3 separate regions of the Mus musculus genome follow, and all the other regions are linked to region 2. Evidence: chromatin contacts called from public Hi-C and promoter capture Hi-C data. All regions are on one chromosome and are shown on one strand. Each heading gives the region's core, a stretch centred on a gene start, on an enhancer-like site or on the middle of the called end of the contact. The rest is flanking DNA. Distances are from core to core; before and after follow the strand shown.

Region 1 (4,471 bases), core at 637-3,136, 230 kb after region 2:
CATACACACACAATTGTTTTTTAAAAGGAAATTAAATGATTAGCACTAAAGTCTGTTGATTAAGGCATTCGCCTTCATAACATTCTGAGATTAAAAATAAAAATAAAACTGAGATTAAAAATAAAAAGAAAAAAAGAAAAAAGGGAGATCCTAAATTCACTTAATTCATATAAATATATATATGGGTGTGTATCTATTATATATCATATATCATATATATGATATATAAATATATGTTATGTATGATATATAAATATATATGGTATATATATAGAGAGAGAGATGAAAAGCACATCTAGGAAAAAAACAAACTTCTCCATGACAGACATGGACATGGACATCGGTCTGAGGGACACGGGACCTTCCTGGGTCGCCTCCCAGCGGCTGTGAGGAGCAAGGCGGCCAGGTAACCAGCGCACGGCGCCGGGCGCGGGAGGGCCACGCGGGCCTCGTGGGCGCCGGCCTCCGGGTGCGGGCGCGGGGCCTCCGGCCTCACCCTGGGCACCGCCCCCGGTCCGGCCGGGTGGCTCGGCTCGGCTCCTCCGGTCCGCGGCCGGCCAGGCGGGGCCCGTCGCACTCAGAGCGGCAGCCGCCTGGGGCGCTCGGGTCGGGTCGGCCTCACCGACGCACAGCACCCGCCAAGCCGCCGCCTCAGGTCAGAGTCGCCCCGGGCCACGCGGCCCGCCGGAGGGACGCGGAAGAAGAGACCTGGGGCGCTGCGCTGGGGTATTGGGTCGCGCGCAGCCTGAGGGGACCGAGTGTGACGACAAGGTGACCGGGCTGAGGGGACGGGCTGAGGAGAAGTCACACTCTGACAGGAGCCTGTGAGACCAACAGCCTGACGGGGTCTCGGTTGAGGGGACGCGGGCTGAGAAGTCACGTTCTGACAGGACTGTGTGACAGACAAGGTGAGGGGGGGTCTCGGCTTGTGGGGTCTGGATCTGACTGGCTAGGTGACTGGGTCTCCGCTGAGGGGACTCGGGATGAGAAGTCACATTCTGACAGGGCTGCGTAACTGACAGCCTAACCCTGTCTCGACTAGAGGGGATACGGGCTGGAAAGCCACACTCCGACAGGACGGAGAGTGACCAAGTGACAGAATCTTGACTCAAGGGACCCCGGCTGAGGAGAAGGCAAACTCTTGACAGGACCGAATGTGACAGACAAGGTGACAGAGTCTGGGTCTGAGGGGATCGCGCGGGCTGAGGAGAAGTCACACAAGAGAAGAGCGAGAGAGTGATAGCGGGGCGGGGTCGCGGACTCAGGGACAGAGTGAGGGGTCTCGGCTGAGGACCGGTCACCCTCCTGGAGAGCCGAGTGTGACTGACAGGGTGACTGTCCTCGTGAGGGGCACCGGCACGGTGCGGAGGGCCACAGTGCTTCCCTGAGAGGGTGCGCAGGCAGGCATGTGTGTGAGCGCGGAACAGGGTTGCCCCTGTTCCAGACCCTGACAGGAAAGCCAGGTCTCCAGAACTACCGCGTTGGGGACCGCATTGTGCGGATCCTGGTGACAGATTTAGAGAGGGGCTCGCCAGCAGCCACCGGTCGCCCTGAGGCTCTAGGGGTCGGAGGGTGGGGAGGAGGATGCGCCCGTGATCACGGAGGCGATTTGGCCCACGGCCCCCTGCCCGGGGCTCACCAGGTGTGAGGAAAGCGGGGTCACTGTCGCCAAGGCCCCGCCCCGCCAGTGCCCCTCTTCAATCTAAGCAGGGGGCGAGCACAGGGCCCGGCTCACGGGAGTAGGCAGCCCTCGTGCTGGGGGCGGAAGGTGGGTGTGTGGCTCCCGGTGCTTTATGGCTTGGGATTGGGGAGGAGCCTAAGGTGAGGAGGCAGAAACTGGGAGTAGCCTGGGCTGCTTTTATATAAGGGACGCGAGGAGGTCAAGAAGGGGCCTGGACCTCTGCTGGGGATCTGAAGGCTGCAGCGCTAAATTCTTCTTAACTCCCATTGAGTAGGTGAGTGGCCCCATCGTCATCACGTTTTTGTTGGTGTGTGTAGTGAAGTGGCCAAACTGCCCCCAAGTTCTTACACATCAGGATGGTCTGGCTGTGTTCTTGTACTGTTAAGAATCTGCTTTGCTTCTGATGCTAATAGGGGGGAGGTCGTGCCATTTATTTCAGAAGGGAAAAAAGAAAAGTTAAGTTTTCTGTGAGGAAGAGGCTAAAAGGTGTCCCTTTTTAGCAGGATGAAGGACAAAAATGTAAAATTAAATGATCATTTGAAAACAAAACCAGATGAACCAAGTTGTAGGATAGCTAACAGTTGGAAAGCCTCTTGATTTGGAGTTCATTATTGTAATGTCAACTCTTTATTATCATGCACGAAGCAAATTGTTAACTGGAGTTATTAAATGAATAACTTAGTCTTGGACTTGGGCAGGTCTTCCAAAGATATCAGGTGCTCTGTGGGAGTCTTCCTGTCGTCCATAGCTAAGTGATCAATTGCTGACTAAAAATGTAACTAACTCCAGGTGCTCTGTGATTTAAAACCTGGCTAGGGTAGGAACGGATATACGCTATGACTACTCAAAGAGATAGTTCTCTTGCAAGTTTGACAGAAGCACTCATAGATACTACGAGCATTTGGAGCAGCATTTCAGAAGATTGGGTTTCAACTTTAAAATAAGTTCTCTGTTGTCTTATCTTCAACCACATTTGCTCTAAAGTAAATGTCCGAAATATTAATTTTAATATATGAACATTTTAACTCAGTGTCATGCCTTAGTTGGAGTGAAACATATTATAAAGCCCTCGATTTTTATTTTACTGTGTGTTTTGTGTAAATTTGCTCACTCCAGTGCTACTTCATATTTAATTTGCTGAGAACTATATCTTCAGTGAGAAGATCTAAGGAGCAACTGGTGGTCACCTCACGCTTTTGCAGCTCACTAGAAGGGAAAAGATTGTTGACAGTTTTCTTTTTAAGGAAAAAAATCTTTTTCATATGTAAAAGTTTCAAACTCTTCAAACTGTTGAAGAACAATGGCGCCGGTGAAGTCTGAAGTTCTTGATGCCTCTAGGCCGAAGAGTTTTTTGATGCTGTTTCCTCGGTCTTTTATATTTCAAAGATTATAAGTTCTTCTAAACACATTAGAACTAAAAGACCTGGAAACATTATACACATCAATACTTAAGACTACTTTGATATTTTTTGTGATAACTATTTTTTAATAATTAAGTATATTTCCTTTAAAGGAGCTGGTTTTCCTAACATTCATGTCACTACATCTTTCAGAATCACTTTAACAGAAAAGGGCAAATTACACTTTAAAAAAAATCATATCTTTAGTTTCAAAATCCCTATGACATTTAAAATTCATATATGAAAAGCATGACTTTAAATTTTTGACGTAGAAATGGATTATGCAAGTGACTGATTTCAGTTAGTAAGTTTTACATATTTAAATAAATGATTTTTTTTACTTTTAAGTCTCTGAAAAGAATATTCCATCAGTCTTGTCAAGATCCTTCTGTGTGGGGAATATGTAAAGGCACTGTGAAAACATGTATAAGGATCAGCAATGTATTTAACTTACTTTTCAAATTATGAAGTGGTTGCTAATAGAAGGAAACTTACATAAAAATTTTGTTAAAATAATTTACCCAAAAGTCTGAATATTTTCACAGCTTTCACAGGGTCTGTAGGTGCCCGGTGCGTATGGCAAGACATGTTGGCCATTCTAATTTGTGTCTTTCTGCTAAATTTATTGTCATGTGGACTTGGAAATATTCTCTGTGTCATAAAGTGAGGCAAAAATACTGGAAGAATTTTTTTTTTTGCTTTCATAGGATTCCACTAAGTAAATATTGGTAGAAGATTTAAAAAAATACTACACTAGTCAAGACAATTTGATTTAAGTCAATAGTATGTAATTTTAAACATATGCACAACCCACAAATTGTCAAAGTGAATTTCTTTCTTGTTTTTCTTATTTTTGTGGCAAATTTCCCTGTTATCCATTACTTAACTTCACTTTCTTAACGCCTAAATACAGCAAAAAGGGCAGCGGCATGATTGCTTACAAAGGTCACTAGAAACAGAATTAAGTTGACCAAAAAAAAAGCAAGGCCAGTTAAATGTTGGTCTCAATACCAAGGGAGCCTCAAATACTATATATTAGTTAGTTTCATAGCATATGAGGTTTTTTAAAAAAAAAATTAATTTTTTTTCCCCTAAGGTGGTTTTTGTTCATTTCTTGTAATTTTCTCACAATACAGGGGGAGGTTTTTGAGAGTTATACATTATCTATTTTAAATTATATATATTAAATTTAATAAATTATCCAGCACAACTGCATTTATAAGGAGATCTCAAACACAATAGGCCATACTTTGGCGAAATGTACGGTTCATGTTAAGATAATATCTACCACTGGTATGGTATATCCTTAAATCATTATCTTAAGACCTAGCTTTATTCTTACTACTTCTCTTCAGTTATACGTACATATCAATATTTTAATCAAATATTC
Region 2 (4,572 bases), core at 1,933-4,432:
TAGATATTTAAAATACGTTTTAAATAGGCTGGTTTAAAAAAATTTATACACATACTAAAAGCTCAATATTTAAGGGAATTCCTTAATGAAATATATTAGAAAAACAGCAAAATCATCTAAAAATAGAAGTTACACTGTGCTGGCTAGCTGTATGTCAGCTTCACACAAACTAGAGTTGTCTAAAGAGGGGAACTTCAATTGAGAAAATGCCTCTATAAGATCTGGCTGTAAGGCATTTTCTTAATTAGTGATTGATGGGGGAGGGCCCAGCCCATTGTGGGTGGTGCTATCCCTAGACTTGTGGTCCTATGTTCTGTAAGAAAGGCTGAGCAAGCTATGAAGAGCAAGCCAGTAAGCAGCTTTCTTTGCCATCATTTGCTGCCTCCAGGTTCCTGCTTGAGTTCCTATCCTTACTTCCCTTGATGGTGAATTGTGATGTAGATGCCTAAGCTGAATAAACCCTTTTCCACCCCAAGTTGTTTGGTTGTGGTGTTTCATCATAGTAATAGTAACCCTAAGACATAAAGAGCCTCTGAAATCCTGCCAATAGAGAAACATTGGAAAAGATTTCTTTGATTTTTCTTAAAAAAAAAATACTTTTAAGAATTTCAGGAAGGAAAGTGTGATAAATTATGTTTATTTGGTTATCGGTGATATAAGTTTTATTCTTCAGTAGGAAAGAACTAAATTATGTAAGGATACAGTTCAATTCTAAAACAGTTAAATCCTTACTATATGGAAGGTAATACACTGGATGTTGGGGGTCCAAAGATGACTAAGATTCAGTTCTATATTTGAAAAGCTCACATCCTAGTCACTAGAATACTTTATTATAATGTCTGCAGGAGATCTGACAAAGTCAGCACACGAAACAGCCCATTCTGGAAGAGCCATGAGTTCACAAGCATCCGTTTCTCTGCCTGAATGCTTCCTTTACTTCTCTATGGGTACATACTCAAAAAAAAAAAAAGATTTTTTTTTTCTACTTGTGTGTGTGTGTGTGGTGTAGTAGTAGTAGTAGTAGTAGTAGTAGTAGTAGTAGTAGTAGTAGTAGTTTGAATGAGAATGGCTCTCATTGGCCCATATGTTTGAAAGCTCAGGCCCCAGTTAGTGGAACTGTTTGAAAAGGACTAAAAGGCCTTGTTGGAGGAGGTGACACTGGGAGTGGACTTTGAGGTTTCAAAAGTCCATGCTAGCCCAGTCTCTGTCTCTGTCTCTCTCAGTTCCATGTCCACCTGCCTGCCACTAGCCATGATTTCAGCCATGATGATAATGGACTAATCCTCTGAAACTAAGCAAGCCCCCAATCAGACGCTTTCTTTGATAAGTTGTCTTGGTCATGGTGTCTCTTCACAGCAACAGAACAGTAACTAAGATAGTGTATCTGTGTAAGTGTTCTGACATGTGTGTGTGGGTGCCCTTGCAGGCCAGATGAGGGTGCCATATTCCCTGGAGCTGTGGTTACAGGTCATCATAGGTCACTTGACCTGGGTGTTGGGAACCAAACTTGGCTCTTCTGGAGGAGTAACAAGTGTTCCAAACTACAGAGCCTTCTCACCAGTTCTGTTAACTTTTACCACACGTCTCAAGACCCATCTTAAACATTACTTCCTCTGAGCAGCCTTTCCTGAGCCTCAGCGGTGAATGAATCCTGTGCCTTTGTTGCTCCTAAACCACCTTATCCAACTGATTTACAGAATTTCTCACATCTCATTGTGGGTAATTGTTGTCTCTAGTTATGAGTCCTTAGCTCTTAGTTGTGAGTTTACCTGAGACAAGGGTTGCTTTCTAATTTTATTGGTTATTTTCACAATTGGCTGCAGGCCTCTCTGATGCTATTGGCTTAGACCTGAGAACCAACTGGGATATACAAAACAGGAACACCCTGCTAACATTAGTGTCAAGACCCTCACTGATTCCATTCAGACTAGCTAATACTACTGAGAAATAAGAATAAGGACTTAGGCCCCACTACTGGCTTATCTACTGCGTACCAGACGCTTTACCTACATGTTCTCATTTACTCCAGCAGCTTTGAAAAGTGCTATCTGTTTTTATTAGCTGTGGAAGAAAAAGGTTCAAGGGAGTAATTTGCCCAAAGTCGTGCATCACTCCAGGTGGTCTGCCTGTCAAGTACATCTGCTACATTTTGTCCAGATACAAATGTAGGGGACTAATATACCTGAAGACAGATCAAAACAAAGGTTCAAAGAGCACACAAAATTTAGAGAGTGCACAGAGAAGTTGGTAGTCAGATAAACCTTCATGGAGATGGTCAGTTAGGGGACTAGGTCGCCCTACAACACTGGGGAACAATGTATGTCAGGGAAGCAAATTGAGGGGGTAGCCTTGGCTATCTGTCTGAGGGATCCTGAAAAGACATTTTCAGTCTTCTCGGGCTCTCTTGCGCGCGCGCGTGCTCTCTCTCTCTCTGGTCAGGGAGAGAATTGTGCACTATTAAGTGGGGCACAGAAATTGCCTCCTAATGTCCTCCAGGGCAGTGTGGAGAGGGTCTGCTTAGGTTCCTTCTTCCTCAAGGAGGGTGAGGTAGCCCTCTACTTCATTGTGGTCTGGACTCCCACCTTTTGGGTCAGGGAGAGGTTTTTCCCATTCAGCACGGGTAGGCAGCTTTTATTCATTCATTCATTCATTCATTCATTCATCCATCCATCCATCCATTCATTCATTCAGGTCTCAGCATACAAGGTGCGCATTAGCAGCAACAGATTAGTCCATTCCTTCTCATCTGAAAGTTGGGGACTTTGGCATCATTTTCCTGAGCTTCAGGAAAGGAAATGCTTCGCTTTGCTCACTGAATGGTGGTCCTGGGTGTGTGTGCGCGCGCACACACACGCCAGAGCGGGTGGAGGGGCAGGTGTAGCTCTTTTCTCTCACCTCAGGGTAGGGAAGCTGACACCTCTCTTCTAACTAGATGGTATTAGGATGGTGTCTTCGTCTGGAACTGGGACACGACTCTCCTCTTGAAACCACGAAGGTGATGATGGTGGGAGACTCTCGGCTTTCCTTCCCTCCACACTGCGAGAGCTCCTGGTTCCCACACAGTCACGCTCAGGTGGCGGGAGGGGACACTCTCCCTTCTCTTTGCGCCAGAGCCTGAAAAGGCGGGGGACGCGCGAGTAGGCGGGGGCGGAGCAGGCTCTGCGGAGAGGGGCGGAGACAGAAGTAGTCACGCCCTCGGCACCGCCCACTGCTCCCTCGCTAACAGGCTCGCTCCCCAGACCCAGAGCGCCGCGGCTGTCTGCTGGGCTCCCGGAGACGCGGACCACCTTCGGTGTCCCCGCGCCGTCCTCCCCGCGCCGCTTGGCCCGCCGCCTCGAGCGCCCTCAGCCCCTCAAGCCAGATGATGAACTTCCTGAGGCGCCGGCTGTCGGACAGCAGCTTCATCGCCAACCTGCCCAATGGCTACATGACTGACCTTCAGCGCCCGGAGCCGCAGCAGCCCCCTCCTGCCCCTGGCCCCGGTGCCGCTACGGCGTCGGCGGCCACCTCAGCTGCCTCGCCCGGTCCCGAGCGCAGGCCGCCACCCGCCCAGGCACCCGCGCCGCAGCCGGCGCCGCAGCCCGCGCCGACGCCGTCGGTGGGCAGCAGCTTCTTCAGCTCGCTGTCGCAAGCGGTGAAGCAGACGGCCGCCTCCGCCGGCCTGGTGGACGCGCCCGCACCTTCGGCCGCTTCCAGGAAGGCCAAGGTGCTGCTGGTGGTCGACGAGCCGCACACCGACTGGTAGGCCCCTGCGGGGTCCGCCGGGGGCAGGGTGTGAAGATGGACCCTCGAGGTCACCCGGGAGAGCACCGGGGACGAGCAGGTGTCTGTGTGTGGGAGGGGCGAGGGCAGGCGTTGACCTCCCAGAGACATGGGTCCTAAGGTAAAGGACTCGGTGGCCTCCAGGCCGGTGGCAGAGCAAGCTACTTCATTAAGCACCAATGGAGCTTAAAAATAGTGATAAGTCGACCACGCTCTAAAGGAAGGCCACACAGCCAAGAATATTTGGGCAGCACATATTGGCTGTGACAGTGGTGGTGGGGACACCACAAAGTTGGGAAGGAAGAGAAGGAGGGATGGATCTGGAAAGAGCTGGGGGAGGGAGGGTGAAGATGATCAAAACAGGTTGTACAACATCCTCAAAGAACTAATAAAAAACAAAAACAAAACACAAATACTTATGGTGGGGGGGGGGCAGGCTTAACAGTTTAGACGCATACAAGCTAAGGTGAAAATGGACCCAGATGGCCATCAAAATAAAGGACACCAAAAAAGATTCTAGTCTGCAAGGTTTGGAATGAGTTGGGAGTGGATATTAGTATTTAAGTTGGATAGGTGTTTTTGTTGTTGTTATTGTTTGTTTGTTTTGTTTTAAACCTGTACCTGTATTGATATCAAGGTGGGTTAGATCACAGGTGTCTCAGAGTGTGATTGACATCTGTTTAAAAATAATGAGATTATTATATATATGCAACAGGGAGGGGATATATGTTTTAAAAATTTTGTTCTCTCTCTTCCCTTCTCTCCCTCCCTCCCTCCCTCCCTCCCTCCCTCCTTCCCTCCCTCCGTGTG
Region 3 (4,023 bases), core at 135-2,634, 130 kb after region 2:
GCACCTTTGATGGCCCTCTCATCCTATTTGGGATTAATGTCAGGATCCTAAGGGACCCTTGGTAGCATGCAAACAGAAGAGCTATAAATCAAGAATCATTGCCTGGGTCCCAGCCTACATGTCACATCTCCTGCCAAACCCCTGCATGTGTCATGTATGCCACTCCTCACCCAAGCCACTCTTGTTAGCTTCATTTGTGACCATGCAACCACAGGCTGAATGAGAAAGAACTTACAGCTTGAATCACATAGCCCCATGATTTGCTCTTTGCCCAGTAATATAGAAGAGGACCAGGACAGAACTGTGACTTGGAAAACATAAGCTAGCTAACCACTGTGCATCCTCCCAAGAGTCAGGGAGGCATTGACCACATCACCAAAAGCAGAGCGAGCGGTCAACAACAAAGCTCCATTTGGCTGTCAATGACTAGGTCTCAGCCTGGCTGGAATATTAACCTCCAGGCTGTCCCATGCAATGAAACCTCTACAGTGGTATGCTGTTCTCAGGGTGGCAGTGACACCTTGTGGCCAATGATTGCAGAGCCTCTGTGGTTCATACTTAGCCTTTTGCCTGGTACCCCTGCTGTCCCATCCCCCAAACATACTCAGTCATTTAGAGTAGAAACTTGCTTACTGCTTCCATCTCTAGGGCTTAGGAAAAACCTAGTACCCAGGACCACTGACTATGTCAAGAACAGCTTGACAATTGAGAAACCCCTGAGAAGTGTGAGATGAATCACCAGGATCTGAGACAGGCCTGAAGCTGGGGCTGCGGAGAGCTGGAGCTGCTTCCTAGACTCCCACCTTCAGGTGGCCAGAATTTCAGGTGCTGATTCAGTGAATCTGGTCCTGGTCTTTCTCTGGCACCCCATTGTTATATATTTTACCAGCTCCCTGTTTGGCTTGTGGATGAGGTCCATAGAGACCAAGTTTAAGACCAGGCCTTGGGAAGCATTGACCTGCATTGATGTGCATCTGGGAAAAAGTGAAGCTCGCTCTCTCTCTCTCACTGCCTGAACTGATCAGAAAACACACTGAATGTTGCTTCTAGTCCAAGGGTGGTAATATAACAGGATGGATTCCAACTGAGAGGAGAGGCCAGGATGTTGGGGCTTGTGGCTCATCTACTTTATGGACAAAAGTAAGAGAGCTGTGGCAACAGAGGATGTAGTTCAGCTGGCAGAGTACTTGTATACCACGACTCAAGCGTGCGTGCCTTGGGATCAGTCTCCAGCATAGGCATAAGCCAGGTGTGGTGGCTCCCTTGTAATCTCAGCCTTCTTTCGGTGGAGATATATGAATCAAAAGCTCTGGGTCATCCTTCACTATACAGCAGATTTGATGTTAGCTTAGTATACATGGACCTCTGTCTCAGACCAAACAACATAAGCTAAAGGAGCTTCAGTTGACTACCAGCTGTTTCCAGAAGGCTATGACTCAATGTCTTTAGCTTTCTGATGCCGTCACGGATTAGAAATGGTCCCAGAGGCAAATCTGCTGGAAGACAGGCTTTGACCTTGTATTAAGGAATCAACTCGCCGATACTGAGAGCAGCAACTGCTGCTCGGGACCATGTGACTGTCACATTAATGTTCAGATTTCAGCAGGATAAGCTACTTACTGGGTGGGGAGGTGGTGACAGGATGGGTGGGGGCTGATGAGGCAAGTAGCTCTCAGAACCTTCCAGAACTAGAGTACTGTGCTCCAGGCTGAGTGTAACCACCAGACCTGGGAGAGGTAGTGGGAAAAACTTAGAATAAAAGGACTGGGGTGGGAGGTGTTGGAGCAATGGCTCAGTGCTTAGGAGCACTGGCTGCTCTGGCAGAGGGCCCCCTCTAGTTCCTAGCTCACAGCTATCTGCAAGGATTAAAGATACTTTTCTCTAACTTCTGTGGGCCCCAAGCATGCACACGGCACCCATACATATATGTAGGCAAACACTCATACATATATGATAAATTTTTCTGTGAACTTGTACAAGGAGACCAAGATGAGAGGGGATCTCTTCACTCTGAGAACAGCCTCCAGGGCTGGACGATTAGGGAGAGGCACAACCATCCCTTCAATCCCATATCAGGACTGTTTCACTTGTTCTAAGAGGTAAAGTTAGGACAAACCAAGGCCTTCCTGCTTCCCACAGCAGGCCCGGCTTGAGAGAACGTGTTCCCCAGTGAGTAGAAGCTGAGAACTCCAGGAGATTGGGGGCAGGTTCAGATAAAGCCACCAGTGACTAGATCCCTTAACGAACTATTAAGAGAAACCAGTTATTTTGGGATTGTCTTTACTTTCATGGACATCTTTAATCACTCAAAACTGACATTCTGACCTAGGGTGACCTGATCCTCAGAGCCCCCATAGGACTTGTGGCCCCCACGGACCATTTCTGGTGTCCTCAGGTTATGGAAGGGCCACTATCCAGGCAGTGGTCTTTGCCCAAGAGTAATTCCCCTGGGAAGGAAGGGGCATCATCTCATTCCTGGATACCTTTTATACCCTTGCAGAGGAAGGAAAGGGGCAGTGGCAACTGAAAGGTCTCAAGGTGCTGAAAACATACTGTCCCCTTTGCTCTACAACCTCCTGACCACATTCCTTCCTGCTGCTTCATTCTCCCTGGAGTACTGGACCGGGGAAGCAAGGCCTGGGGGAGCTGATCAGAATAGTTCTGTGGCGTGGCCAGCAAGGAGCTTGGCCTGGCCCCTTTCCTGGGGCCAGACCCTGGGACCCTTTCCCAATTTCCTGTCTCAGATATGCTGAGCAAGCACAGGCCTTCCTCCTGGTGGGGGCAGCTGGTGTTAAGCCAACAATTCTCAAAAGTTGAGTCACTCAATGTCTTTCCTTCCTCAGCTTTCCATCCTGTTGGGGCCTCACTTAGATAGGAGCTCCTCTGCCAGTCTGTCTAACAAAAGCCACAGGGTGGGAAATTAGATGTACCTTCAGCAAAACCCCCATAGATCCTCATGGGCTACGTTTCTCTCTCAGGCCAGTGATCTGCAATTGAGTGGATCTTGCCCAAACTAAGGCAGTGATGTATAGAGAGAAGGCATGGTCTAACCCAACCCCAAATCCCCCACACAAGAACTACCCTCCGTGTGCACAAGATGACAGGAAACTAGTTAGCAATATCTTTTCCATTGATACATGTAGTTCTCACACTGTAGATTTACTCTTATTTAAACAAAAACAATGGCGTTACCATATATTATTCACTGGCTAGGACTTTATAGTTTATAAAGCTCATTTGATGTTTTTAAGCCTCAAAACTCTTATGTGAGATATGGAGGTTGTAATTCTTTATGTGTTGACATATCAGGAAAGACAATGAAGATGACCTATCCAGAGTCACCTGGCTGCTAAGAAGAGCTGGACCATCTGACCCCCAGCTCAGAAGGGTCTGTGTAATACCATGCACCGGGGCTTTTTGGTATGCCTGTGAGGGGGAAGGAAAGAAAGGGAAACCTGGGCACTCGTGGTGCCGTATGAGGAAACTTGCTCTCCTCCATTGATAGCCAGATGCTTGACCTGTCACTTCACCAGCTGCTTCATGGGACATTCATCTCTTCTGCCCCCCAGCCCCTTTGATTGCTAAAGCCCCACAGACCCAGCAGAGCAGGATATTAATTAGCCTACCAAACCTCTATGGGCGGCAGCTTGCTCTCCTCACCGAGGAGTCCCTCAAACCCTATGCCTTCGGGATATCTCTGTTCAGGCCCAGCAGCCCTGGGGCTTTTCTTGCCTCAAGACTGCACTGCTATCTCTTACCTCTGTCATCCAAAGAACTCAAATGCACAAAGAATTAGTGGAAGCCTAGAGACGAAGGAGCCAGCAGAACTCATCTGCCTGTGACAACTTGCATCCCCTATATAGTATCTCTGGCCAGAGTTTTTCTAGGTGCTAGTTGAAGAGTTCTCACAGTGGGACAGTCAGTGTTACCTAGGCTACCACTGACATGATTGACACTAACTCTGGTGCTGCCAGGGTCACATCATCGTTTAATCCTTGTAGTCTGACCATTTGGGGAAGCCAA

What was found. Promoter capture Hi-C pulls out the DNA fragments that hold promoters and counts their contacts. Hi-C and Micro-C count contacts between places; a contact is called where the count stands out from the background.
Region 1: a promoter capture Hi-C map of embryonic stem cells shows a contact between it and region 2, with 4 times the contacts expected there. The contact joins the promoter of Pparg here to the promoter of Syn2 in region 2. A contact is called at or near these places in 16 of 39 promoter capture datasets (the 3T3-L1 cell line, 3T3-L1-derived adipocytes, the HPC-7 cell line and 9 more) and 3 of 484 Hi-C or Micro-C datasets (the N1E-115 cell line and embryonic stem cells).
Region 3: a Hi-C map of the N1E-115 cell line shows a contact between it and region 2, with 11 times the contacts expected there. The contact joins the enhancer-like site here to the promoter of Syn2 in region 2. A contact is called at or near these places in 2 of 39 promoter capture datasets (hippocampal neurons and stem cell-derived epiblast-like cells), 7 of 484 Hi-C or Micro-C datasets (the HL-1 cell line, the N1E-115 cell line, cerebellar granule neurons and 3 more) and 2 of 115 datasets of contacts at active chromatin or transcription factors (astrocytes and embryonic stem cells).

The regions. Positions count from the first base shown.
Region 1 is chr6:115,360,463-115,364,933 of GRCm38.p6, forward strand. It overlaps Pparg (peroxisome proliferator activated receptor gamma), which reads left to right and starts at 1,887. Exons shown (of 8, transcript NM_001308354.1): 1 at 1,887-1,955.
Region 2 is chr6:115,131,720-115,136,291 of GRCm38.p6, forward strand. Syn2 (synapsin II) reads left to right here and starts at 3,183. Exons shown (of 13, transcript NM_001111015.1): 1 at 3,183-3,741. The coding sequence starts at 3,362. Gm17733 (predicted gene, 17733) reads right to left here and starts at 3,116. Exons shown (of 2, transcript NR_132436.1): 1 at 2,896-3,116.
Region 3 is chr6:115,267,572-115,271,594 of GRCm38.p6, forward strand. The region is part of intron 10 of Syn2 (synapsin II); the gene reads left to right. Among named protein-coding and RNA genes, the nearest start is that of Timp4, 17 kb to the left of the region's middle. Within about 2 kb of position 1,385, at least 34 of the 459 cell types and tissues checked have an H3K27ac peak or open chromatin away from gene starts, as enhancers often do. A contact at or near this core is called in the HL-1 cell line, the N1E-115 cell line, cerebellum and 1 more, where this site is marked.